Regions from separate parts of the Sus scrofa genome. Here all the other regions are linked to region 2. Evidence: chromatin contacts called from public Hi-C and HiChIP or PLAC-seq data. All regions are on one chromosome and are shown on one strand. Each heading gives the region's core, a stretch centred on a gene start, on an enhancer-like site or on the middle of the called end of the contact. The rest is flanking DNA. Distances are from core to core; before and after follow the strand shown.

Region 1 (2,700 bases), core at 152-2,651, 820 kb after region 2:
ATGGATCCACAGGCTCACTGAACTTCAGCTCAAGCCACAACAGATGTTTACAAAATCAGAGAGCTAGACTCCAATTGGATCTAAGGAGGTCATTTTTTAAAAAATTAAATTAAAATGGACAGACTAGATCAGGTGAACAGAGAGAAACAGCTTCGAAGTTCCTGCCCCTTCGCTGCGCCTCTGCCTTCCCAAGGAGTTAATTAAATTAAGATGCCTTCCGCATAATCTGGGTTCTGTTTCTCTCTGCTCCCTCGCTCCCCCCTGCGTGAGTAATTTTCTTGTTCTGCTCAGGACTGCAGTTTGTTTAACAGAGAAAGTGGCTGTCTGTTTCGCCCTGGGAAACGCCAGTCCTCTTTTGTTCCCTCCTAACAGGTAGAAAGACAGAGCCAGCGCTCCCTCCAACAAACACCTTTTTCCCCCCTTCTTCCTACAAAGGCAACTCTTTTCTCTGTTGCCATGTCTCAAGAATCCAAGCGTTTAAACCCCAGGGGAATTTGCCTTCTGTCCCCTTCTCCAGGGCTGGAGGGATGAGAGGAAAATCAAAAGGCCAATACGAGGTTAGAGAATTACCTAGGATTCAACTACTACTTTCCTCTTGAAACGCTCTGGCTAGGCAGACACTCTATGTCCCGGCCGGTCCGCGCTGCCGCGGCCGCCTCGGGACGGGAGGACCAGGAATCCCACAGTAGGGTTAGGAAAAATATGAGGTTGTGGCGTTTTATCTCAACGTACGTAGATCAGCTTTTATAAGAAGCCTTCCTGAATGCTTAGATTAAATGTCACACGCACCCTAAAAACAGCTCACGAAAGCGTGTGTGGCGTGTTAGCTGGGAGCGGCGTGCCTGGGATCCGATAAAGTGAAAAATACAACGCCCTGGAGTGCATGCATACGATTTCTTTTCAAAACGTCTGAACTCGCGGCACACCAGACCGAGAATCTGAGCGCCCCCTTACACCCCCTGCAGCTTCCCTCCTTTAGGGCAGCTGCAGCCGGTTCCCAGAACAGACACTCACCTCTAGCAGAAAGGTCCGCCTGGGGAGCACCACTCAGACCTGGTCCAGAGAGTGAGGCACACAGCTTGGAAAGGTCATTGGGTCCACGCCTGACAAACTTCTTTTTCCGCGCGGAGTCCAGGGAGCTGCGGACATGATCTGGAGGACGACGAGCAGCTCAAACCAGAGCGGATCCTCTGAGTCGCCTTGGTCAGAGTCTGTAGACGCAGAATGTGTAAAGACCCGGGGTGGTTGGAGTTCGCACTTAGCGCTAGCCCAGAACCTCGCGCCTCTGCGATCCTCTCGCCGCCGACTCCGGGTAAGGTCGGAGCCTGCAGCCTCGCAGGGCCATCACCCTCCAGCAGCGAGCGTACGGAGCTCTGTCCCCGCCCGCGTCCCTCCCCAAGCTGCTCGCGGCGGGCTGAGTCGGGCTTTAGTAGCGGCCCCGCCTCCCCTTCGGGCGGGCGTCCCGCAGCCGCGCCGGGCCCCCTGCGCCCAGGCTCCGCCTCCGCGCCGGGCGCCCGCTAATGGTCCACTCTGTTTACTTGTGTTTGGATAGCAACTGAATCTTAAAGGCACAGACAGGTTTGCTCGAGGTTTCCCTGTTACATGGCCAAGGTGACTCAGTTCAAAGCTCACACACAAACACAACGCCCACCCTCTTCCTTCTCGGTGCCACTTTTCCTAATAATGTTGGAAACAGAACAACTGGCCTTCTGCCTCCCAAAGACCCCGCAGAGAAGCCCAAAGTGCATTTTGCAGTTTTACTTGGCGCGCTCGCCGCGTTAATTTCCACGTCTAATCACGTTTAACATAACCATCTTCTTCGTAGGTAAAAATCAATCACTTCTAGATTGTATTCGCCAGCATACATCACCCTTCCCCTAATTTTAAATACAGTTGTGTACATACTTTTGGTCAATTACGACTGTATGTATAGTCTGCTTTCGTCTGTTGTTTTCAAAACGAAGTTTGTTTATAGAGGTGACAATTGACTAATTTCGTAATTACTGCAAAGACAATGTAGAATATCCCAGGAGAATTTTTTTCCCAATATTTAAGCTTTAATCAGCCAATGTACATTTCACAAGCAGTTAGCTAACTTGGTTAAAGGGGTGGGCATCTGCAACCCATTGACAAACAATAAAGAATTCATCTGGAATAGGGGAAAAGCAATCATTTAAAAATATTTAGGAAAATACTATTCTAGCTTTTCAAACGTGTGCATCTCCATTCCTAGCAAAGACAGGGTTCATTGTTCATTCGCCAGGAAACTTAATCGAATTTGAAGTGTAGTGATACATTTTTCAGGTTCTTCTAAAGGTTCGGTCCCGTGTGAGTGTAACTGCAGAACGCACTTCAGCTACTCTGGAAATAGGGGGACCAAGTGACAGAAAGAGGATGACATACTCTCATCTTAAAAAGCCTGTGTCCAGATGAGATCTTCGTGAGCAGCACTGAGTAAAATGCCCTTCGTCCCAGACGAGTTCTCCAAAGGCGGTTTGCGTTAGCCCCCTGCAAGTCTGAGCTTGGAGGGGCGCAGGTCTTCGAGCCAAGCGGATGTACACAGTTCAGAGGTGGTCCGCCAGAATATGGTTTTGGATGTGCTGCTCCTAAGCACAATTAAAATAATCTCAATCGTGCGGGGAAGGGGACAAATATAAGCAGAAGCCTAAAAAACTGCCAAAAGGTCAAACAGTGACTGGG
Region 2 (2,896 bases), core at 60-2,559:
TGACCCTGAAATTAAAGGGGAAAAAAGAGGTTTTTATACTCAAGCAGGAAAACTGTGATACCTTTGTCTGTGTCTGTACCTGTGTAGGTTTGGCCTCACTGTGCCTCAGGCACATGAACTTGGGTTCAACAACAATAAGAAACCTGAAAAAAAAGTTGCTGATGTACAAACCCACTTGACCTTCAATTAGCACCATTTGTGTAGCTGAAGGGGTTTACTCCCCAGGATGTCTGTTAAATTGAAGGACCAAGATTCCCTTACAAGCACCACCTCCTTGAAGTTACTCTCGTGGCGCAGTGGTTAACAAATCCGACTAGGAACCATGATGTTGAGGGTTTGATCCCTGGCCTCCGCTCAGCGGGTTAAGGATCTGGCGTTGCCGTGAGCTGTGGTGTAGGTCGCAGACGCGGCTCGGATCCTGCGTTGCCGTGGCTGTGGTGTAAGTGGGTGGCTACAGTTGCGATTAGACCCCTAGCCTGGGAACCTCCATATGCCGCGGGAGCGGCTCAAGAAAAGGCAAACAAACTAACAAAAAGCCCACTTCCTTGACGGTCTGTCCTAATAATAGCAGAGCCTAGTACATAGTAATTAATGTTGAATATATGTTGAATCAATATTATGTATCTTTTGTGTCCCTATGACTTTCACAGTGCTTGCTGAGATGACTTAAATAATGCAGTATAAATCCAGGTTATTACAACAAAAACCCCTAAGGCACAAGAGACTTTCTTTCACATATCACTTTCCATAACCTTTCAGATGCCTTTCTTTACTTGTCTTTTACCAAAAATCCACACAAATATTTCCATCAAAACTTGCTCAGTTCTGCCCAGCAGGCAGTTGGTTTTGGAGCAGCTGGGTCACATCTTCATGATAGCTTCCACTGCTTGGAATTGGTGTTGATCTGTTTACCTATGTCTCATCTGCTGGGCTGTGAACTCCTGGAACTTGGCAGTCTCGTTACTCAAACAAGCGGCTAGACGTGTAAAGGTAGTCATCATAATAAAAATGTCGGTTTGTGCACATAGTTGGAGCAATCCATGCCCAGGTTGACTTGTGCTGTCTTTGTAGGATACACTTTTTAAAAATTCACATATTGAATCTCTTTGAACTCCCTAATAAGTTCATATCAATCCTGTGTATGAGTAAGGTCAATATCTCCAGTTTACCAAGGAAAGTGACTCGGAAGATCAAGCTTTAAATCCAAGGTTGTACAGGAAAAAGACAAAACTTCAGCTGTGAACGGCGAGAGACGCGCCGGAGGCCTTTTGAACTCTTTCGGCCACCGTCGCGGGATCCTCTCTGCTTCCTTTATCTTTGCGCCTGCGCGGTGCTGGAACCCCGTCCATTTCTCCGTCAGTCTGCAAGGACGTTGTTGTGGAGGTGAGTCCTGTTACTTTTGCGTCTCTCGTTTGGTTTCACCTTATTGCCGCCTCCCGCTGCCGGCCCTTGGTCTGCTTTGGAGTTGAGTCGTGACTCTGCATTTTTGCGGTCGGGAAACTTGGGCCCTCTGGCCCGCTTCAACCCCAGCACGCTCTTGTGGCAGTTTCTGGGGGGAAGTGGGCAGGCGGCGGGGACCCACAGGGGTCAGGTTTGCTCCGGGGGCCTAGAGGAACCGCCGAGCGCTTCGGAGGCGGCCGGCTCGGCCCGGTGTTCGCTGTGTTTTTTTCTCCATTCATTGTGACCTTGGTTGTGTCTTTTGACCTGTCTGATCCCAGTGTTTTCACCCGCAAAAAGGGAGGGTGATTTCTTCCTCATTCTGGCCTGAGGCGTGAGGAGCAACGTCGGCACTCGGCCTGCGTCAGCTTTGCGGTAGCCTTTGTGATTAGAGCTGGGAAGCTGCAGGAGGGCCTCCGTGCCTGTGGCTGGAGGTCAGCGGTGGGCCTCCTGCAGCTTCTCCGCGCGCTCACGGCCTTTGCGCCTCGGCCCCTGCGGCTCACGCAGGAGAGCTCAGAAGCCGGCCCACGCGCCGCGGGTCACAAAGCGGGCCTTGCAGGCCCTGCGGGGGTCCCGGCCGAGTCTTAGCCGTTGACCGCCTGACCTTGAAATAGTTGTGTAATCTTCATGCGTCCCGTTTTTCTCAGTAAAATGGAATAACTGCCCCACAGAGTTGTCTCGAGGGTTAAATAAATGAATTGGTAGTAAATTTATAGAGTAAATGCCAGAAATGTGTTTACACTTATATCAGTCCAGAGCTGCTATTAATTTTTACTGTAGTTGCGGGAGGTTTTTGTCATTTTTCTTCCCTGGCTAGTGTTGGGCCGCGATTGTCTTGATTATTTGATGTTCATTCAGCCGGGGGCGGGGGGTATTGGAGATGAAACTGGCTAAGCCAGCAAAGACCTTAGGCTTTGGGGGCGTAGTCGGTCCGCTCTCCTGCCTGGGCCTCGAGGTGACAAAATGTATTATGCAGAAGCATTCTTTAGGTGTCGTATGTCCTAAGAGTTGTTTCTTATTATTTTAGCTGTCAAGGAGAAAAATTACCATGGCTACTAGTTCTTTGACCAAACCTCAGATGCGTGGCCTTCTGGCCAAGCGTCTGCGATTTCATATTGTTGGAGCATTCATTGTCTCATTGGGGGTTGCAACTTTCTATAAGGTATGTATATTTGATTTTTTTACTTTGTGCTCATGGTCCAAAGATGTGCTTTTAAATTTGAAAATGTATTTTATTTTCATAAAGAGTTTAGAGCTTTTTAAAAGGAATTTCCTCTTTAATGTGCTCTCTTCCTCTTACTCTTTCACTGTTCACCTCAGTGTGACACCTCATATGCCCCGGATGGCTTTTCCTCCATCTTTAAATGAAGCTGTATTAGTTTGCTAGAGCTGCCATAACAAAGTACAACAAACTGGGTGGCTTCCACAAATAGAAGGTTTTTTTTTTGAAGGCTGAAAA
Region 3 (2,905 bases), core at 400-2,899, 750 kb after region 2:
TGCTCATTAAAAAAACAATGAAAATATAAAGACAATCAACCTTGGAAAGAAGAAAGGTAAGGAACCAAGAATACTATTTCTCAGTGTTAACACTAGATTATTCAGTAACAGAGAAAGCAGTGGAATATAAATTATCCATAACATCACCATCAGATTATCTTCCCTTATCTCCTAAACAACAGATAGTCTCTGAGTCTTCTAGGTTTCCAGGGATAATTTCTGTATCCTCAAGCCTGATAGTTCTCTGGCATATGTTAATAATAAATGTACTAAATGAATTAACAAGTATGTGAATTTTGAAGTTACAGTTTATTTGCATCAGACCATTCTCACGTTAAAAAAATAAACTAAAAGTGATTAAGAAGTTTTCAACTATGCTGGCATTCTCAATCTGTGTCTATCAAATATTCTGAGGATGCCATGGGTAATAATATTTTTCCTACTAAAAGAACTTTCCTCAAGATCTGATCTTGCTGTTTTTCAGACCCTTCCATTTCCCAAAAAAGGAAAAAGAGAGTATTTTCCAGCATCATACAGAATCCTGGCAATGAAAATTAGCATATTTGGTAATGCTTGAGAACTGAGTAAACAGGGTGAAAAATTCTGACAAGAACAATGAAACTGTTTTCCTATATGTCGAGGCAACTTGTGGGATTATGATTCTAACAATCCATCACTAGCAACAAACCATTAAAAAAAAGTTTTTTCTATAAAGGAATGTCTCTAGTTTCAAGGTAGCCCGCAGAAAAACTAAGTTTTTAGAGCATAAAGTCAAAGTGCAGGAAAGAACAGATGGCTTCAAAACAAGCTGAAAATGCTTCCAATCAATGACAGCTACGCTGCTTACCTGCTCCAGCACATCCAATTTTAACTCGAGCTTGCTGAGAACCACGTCTCCACCCCATAGTGAAAGCTGTAGATCTGACGGCTTTAAGTTCTTGATGTAGCGATTCACATAGCTCATTAAAATTGGAGTCACATATGACTCTAACATCCTTTAAGGTACAGAGTCGTCAAAGTCAGAAGCTGAGGGGAGTAAAGACAGAAACATTAGAGGTAATTGAGTTGGTACTGCAGCAAAGAAAAAAGCATTTCTCAAGACGAGCTGAAGAGGCCGAAAAGCAACAGTCCGCACCAAAGCGGCCGCTGCCTCCTCCAAGAAGTAGAGAATACTCAGGTGGATTCTGCTCCAGGCTCTTTTTCCTTACAACTCCCTCAACTCGCCTGGCAAAAAGAGTGGGGTAGAAAAGGTGGTGACCTAAAGAAAGCGGGTCCCCTGGAGTAGGAGAATGAAGTGAAGCAGGCTCGCCTTTGGCCGCCGCACCCCTTAACCAGCCCAGCCGCTTCATTGAGGCCCTCGTCTCCCGGAACCCAGCCGGACCTACCACCATGGAACCAGAGCCAGAAGCTGGCCGGCTTTGGCCTCCCGTCGTATTACACCCCTGACACTCACGCCAACAATTACCGTGGCGTCTCCTCCACCTCCCGGTACCTGGCACCCGCCTCCAGCGGCGGCGCAGCTCCCTTAGGGCGCCACTTCCGGGTGTGCCCCGCAGAGTGTTCGAAATAAGCTGTCCCTCCACGTCCACCACTCGATTCCGCAGCGGGAACGGAGTTCTCAGGATCGAGAAGCCAGTCAGTGGGTCTTTAGGAAAAGACTCTTGCTCTCCGCCAGGCCGCGTCTCGGCTCCGACCCCGCTAGAGGTTAGGACAAAGCTCTAGGAAGTGCGCCGGGGAGGTGGGCGGAACGGTAAAGTGGAGACACCGGAGATCCGGAAGTGGCGCTTGGGGAAGAGTGGCCGCGGGTGGTGGAGGTAGGGTTCGGGTGAGGAGGCACGCAGGGCCAGGGGTCTGATGAAGAGGAAGAAAGTGGGTGCTAGCGTTTAAGGCCCTGAAAAACAAGTGTTTCTCTTAGGAAACGGGAGGCCTGGGAAGAACTTGGGTTCAGAGGGACAGGCAGTAGCGATGAGGTTGCCGGTAGGAGTAGGGTGGGGGAGCGCAAGTTGAGATCCAGGCTTCACTGGCTGAGGAGAGGAGAAATTGAAGAGATATGTAGTGTAGGGGAATGCGTTTTTACCAAACGGGTGGCCAGGCTCTCGCGTTCTTTTACTTTGGCGAAGGAGTGGTTAAGTATCTTAAATGTTCCCCTGCGGGAAGGGGAAGGAATGGTTAAAGACAAGACGGTGGAAGTCCATTGGATTGCAGTCATATGTGGAACTTAAAAAAAAGCGGTGGGAATAGCAGAAGGAAAGAGAAAATGAGACTCTTAGAAACAGCATGAAAAAGAGCTGATAGGGAGTGAATTGAGAGATTTTAACAGTCAGTGTTGGGTTTTATTAGGCTGAAATGAATGTATAAAATGTTTTTTCTTCTAGTACCTTGCAAGGTAACAAAGGAACTCAAACACCTAAATCAGAAAAATATACACTGGGCTTAAAGGGATAGCATAGGACATTCTATTTTTTTTTTTTTTTCCATTTTTGGTCACCCCGCAGCATATGGTCCCCGGCCGGGAATCAGATTTGAGCCTCAGTTGCGACCCAAGCTGCAGCTGCAGCAACTCCTGATTCTTAACCCACTTGTGCCCTGCCTGGGATTGAACCTACGTCTTAGAGCTTCCCCTTTCACCATAGCGGGAGCTCCATGCTGCGTAATTTTTGACCAGTATTTCCTATTTTGAGTAATCTCCAAAGAAGACGCCTACCACTGCATTTTGAAAATAAACTTCACATATAAAGTTATTAAAATATCCACCTTTGTTGCATTTAATTGAAAACACTTCATAAGTAAATTCATAAAACTACTGGAATTCAAGTTGTTATCTCTTTAAAGAGTTTTAGAAACTGCGATAGGAAAGAGGCCTAGATCTATTTTGTTAATGAAAATAAGGACCTAAGTTTCAAAA
Region 4 (2,744 bases), core at 191-2,690, 940 kb after region 2:
AAACAAGTATAAATTCTGTAATAATCTCTCCTGTCCATAGAATTTGACTTTAGGTTTCAACAATGAGTTGAATGGTCTTATAATAGATATTATAAGATAATACAAGAAAAAGAGGTATGTGTACACACACACACACACACACACACACACACACACACATGGCTGAGTCACTTTGCTGACAGCAGAAATTGGCACAACATTGTAAATCAACTATAATTTAAAAAATGACCTAAACAAACAGGAAATGGCCTTAACAAACTTTAAGTTTAGGGGGAGAATAAAATGGTTTGAAAATAAATCATGTAATTTTATTACATAGAAAAAACTTAAAATAACGTAAAAGGAGGACTGTCTCCATACATAAGTATAATTTGGATTAATGTTCACAACATTCTCTTCATACCTTTTGTTTTAATCTTCATCGTGACAATTTCTGACAAAAACAAGCTAGGTCATTACATAGCACCATGTAAGGTCATAAGAAAGATACCTATAGGAGTTCCTGTTATGGCTCAGCAGTTAACGAAGCAGGCTTGTATCCATGAGGACACAGGTTTGATCCCTGACCTTGCTCAGTGGGTTAAGGATCTGGTGTTGCTGTGAGCTGTGGAGAAGGTCACAGATGTGCCTTGGATCCTGTGTTGCTGTGGCTGTGGTGTAGGCCAGCAGCTACACCTCTGATTCAACCCCTAGCCTGGCCATATGCTGTGGGTGAGGCCCTAAAAAAAAAAAAAAGAAAAGAAAAACAAAAAAACAAAAAACCCTCTATAGATGAAATTTAAGGTTAAATGGTACACACACAATATGGATGCATGAAGGAGTCAAATTACAAATGTCTTGGGGACAGGTGAGGGTGAGGGTGGCAAAAGGGAAGGAAAGAAACTCTTCTTGAGTACTTTTCTATGTACCATAATCTGTGACAGGTTTGCCAGCAGTGCACTGAATCCAGTGCATGAGAGATCTCACTGCAGTAATTATTTTCTTTGTAATTAGACATAATTATTGCGAGGAGTTTGTCCACAATTAAAATCAAACAAGAACTTCCAGAAGCACCCCTCGTAGTGGGGGATGGCTGGGGGAAAACATAACCAATAATTATAAAGAGAACTAGAGAGGGAAGTGTCGGCAGCTAGTACTTCAAAAGGCTGCTGAAGATGTTTGGGAGGTATTCTTGAGAAATCCAGTGAAATGAGTCAAATCTGATTGGGGCAAAAGCAATGAAGGCAAGTGAGGAGCGGCAGCTTTGGCCCACTTCAAAGGAATGCCCCAGGCCAGCAAGCAGAGGCTCTGGGACCCGACTAGGCCTCACCCTCTCCCCATTCCAATCCCAGCTCCTTTTCTCTCCTCCCCGCCCAGTGGCTGGCCCCTTGCCTCCGCCCCCGGCCCCGCCCACTGGCAGCCCTCCCCGGCGCCTGGCTCCGCCTACCACGCCTGGGCCGCGGCCGGCTCCGCCCACCCTCCCAGGACTGCGGCCCCCGGCGGAGGGGCGGGGCGGGCCGGGAGGAGCCGCTTTCGCAAGCGGGAGGGGGATCCGCCGCGGAGTTACGGGAAAGTTGGTCCGAGTTCCTGGAGTTTCCCTCTGTGGTTCCCTGGGCTCGGCTGGCCGGTTCCTCGGCTCCTTGCCCGACTCCGGCCTTCGCCGCCCACCTGGTCCCTCCTTCTGCCCCCGGCCGCCATGGAGCAGCCGCCGGCGCCCAAGAGGTAACGAACGCGGGGAGCAAGGAGAAGGAGGGAGGCGGTGCCGGCGGCCGCTGGGCGGGGGCCGCTAGGCCGGGCTGGATCGCGACCCCTTCCCTGACTGCCGGGCCGGGAGCCTGGAGTTCCGGGGGTCTCGAGGCCGGTCCGAGTGTAGGGCCGCGTCGGTCCGTGCGGCGAGGGGACCCTGAGGGAGGCCGAGTCTCGTTTCCCCTGCGGCCCGCCGGGCCTGGAGCGCGTGGAAAGTCGGTGGGCAGCGCCGGGCGCCCAGCGGCTGGACTCCTGGGGCGGGCAGAGTTTTCCCTCGTGGCAAGTTCACGAAGCTGGGGGACGTAAAACTAGGAAATTATTGGACTTCTTACTATAGGCTTTCTTGTCAAATGTTTTCCATAATATGCACCCCCCTTTTTTTGAGAAAGCGGGCTGTTTACTTACACTTCAAGGAATTAAATATTAATAGCTACAGTGTGTTAGCTACAGTGTCTGTAAAACTTATTGTAGATGTGCTGCACTGACAGGTGTTCCTCCCCCTTCCTCCACACGTTCAAAAGTATTTATGGATGCAAGACAGAAATCTTAAATTAGAACCCCACCCCCCATACAGGTTTGGTTTTTTTTGTTTGTTTTTTTTTAGCATGTAAAAACAGTGATGCTTTGATATTTACTGTTTATATTTATTCTTTGATATACTGGATGTGTAAGAGTACACAGTAGATACTTTTGAACTGATATTTGAAGTGCTCTTGGGAAGCTAAATCAAGGCTTTCCATAGATATTTATTCTCAGTGTGCGTCCCCACACCCAACAATGAATCAGTCCACTGATATTGGATAAAACATTTAAGTCTTTCATTTTTCATTTATAAAATAAGAGTATTAATCTCTCTCCCAGATGATGCTTTTGGTGAGGACTAGAGTGTTTTGATACCTAGAGAGTTTAAGTGAAAGGTGGTATATTCAAGAACATGAAATAATTAAAAAGATAGAAACTCTGTGAGCTGTTGTGAATTGTGTCACTGGACATGTGAGCCTTGAGGCTTGGAAACCATC

Evidence for each region. Hi-C and Micro-C count contacts between places; a contact is called where the count stands out from the background. HiChIP or PLAC-seq counts read pairs in DNA pulled down with a chosen protein or histone mark.
Region 1: a Hi-C map of skeletal muscle shows a contact between it and region 2, with 5 times the contacts expected there. The contact joins the promoter of OSR2 here to the promoter of COX6C in region 2. A contact is called at or near these places in 1 of 5 promoter capture datasets (fetal skeletal muscle), 2 of 47 Hi-C or Micro-C datasets (heart right ventricle and skeletal muscle) and 1 of 2 datasets of contacts at active chromatin or transcription factors (skeletal muscle).
Region 3: an H3K27ac HiChIP or PLAC-seq map of alveolar macrophages shows a contact between it and region 2. The contact joins the promoter of VPS13B here to the promoter of COX6C in region 2. A contact is called at or near these places in 2 of 5 promoter capture datasets (fetal liver and liver) and 1 of 2 datasets of contacts at active chromatin or transcription factors (alveolar macrophages).
Region 4: a contact with region 2 is called in a Hi-C map of heart right ventricle, with 2.9 times the contacts expected there. The contact joins the promoter of STK3 here to the promoter of COX6C in region 2. A contact is called at or near these places in 1 of 5 promoter capture datasets (fetal skeletal muscle) and 1 of 47 Hi-C or Micro-C datasets (heart right ventricle).

The regions. Positions count from the first base shown.
Region 1 is chr4:37,896,534-37,899,233 of Sscrofa11.1, forward strand. It overlaps OSR2 (protein odd-skipped-related 2), which reads right to left and starts at 1,402. Exons shown (of 4, transcript XM_005655349.3): 1 at 1,015-1,402.
Region 2 is chr4:37,073,310-37,076,205 of Sscrofa11.1, forward strand. It overlaps COX6C (COX6C protein), which reads left to right and starts at 1,310. Exons shown (of 4, transcript NM_001097473.2): 1 at 1,310-1,383; 2 at 2,465-2,599. The coding sequence starts at 2,486.
Region 3 is chr4:37,818,692-37,821,596 of Sscrofa11.1, forward strand. It overlaps VPS13B (vacuolar protein sorting-associated protein 13B), which reads right to left and starts at 1,650. Exons shown (of 62, transcript XM_021090607.1): 1 at 1,466-1,650; 2 at 848-1,026. The coding sequence starts at 994.
Region 4 is chr4:38,010,362-38,013,105 of Sscrofa11.1, forward strand. It overlaps STK3 (serine/threonine-protein kinase 3), which reads left to right and starts at 1,441. Exons shown (of 11, transcript XM_005655350.3): 1 at 1,441-1,701. The coding sequence starts at 1,676.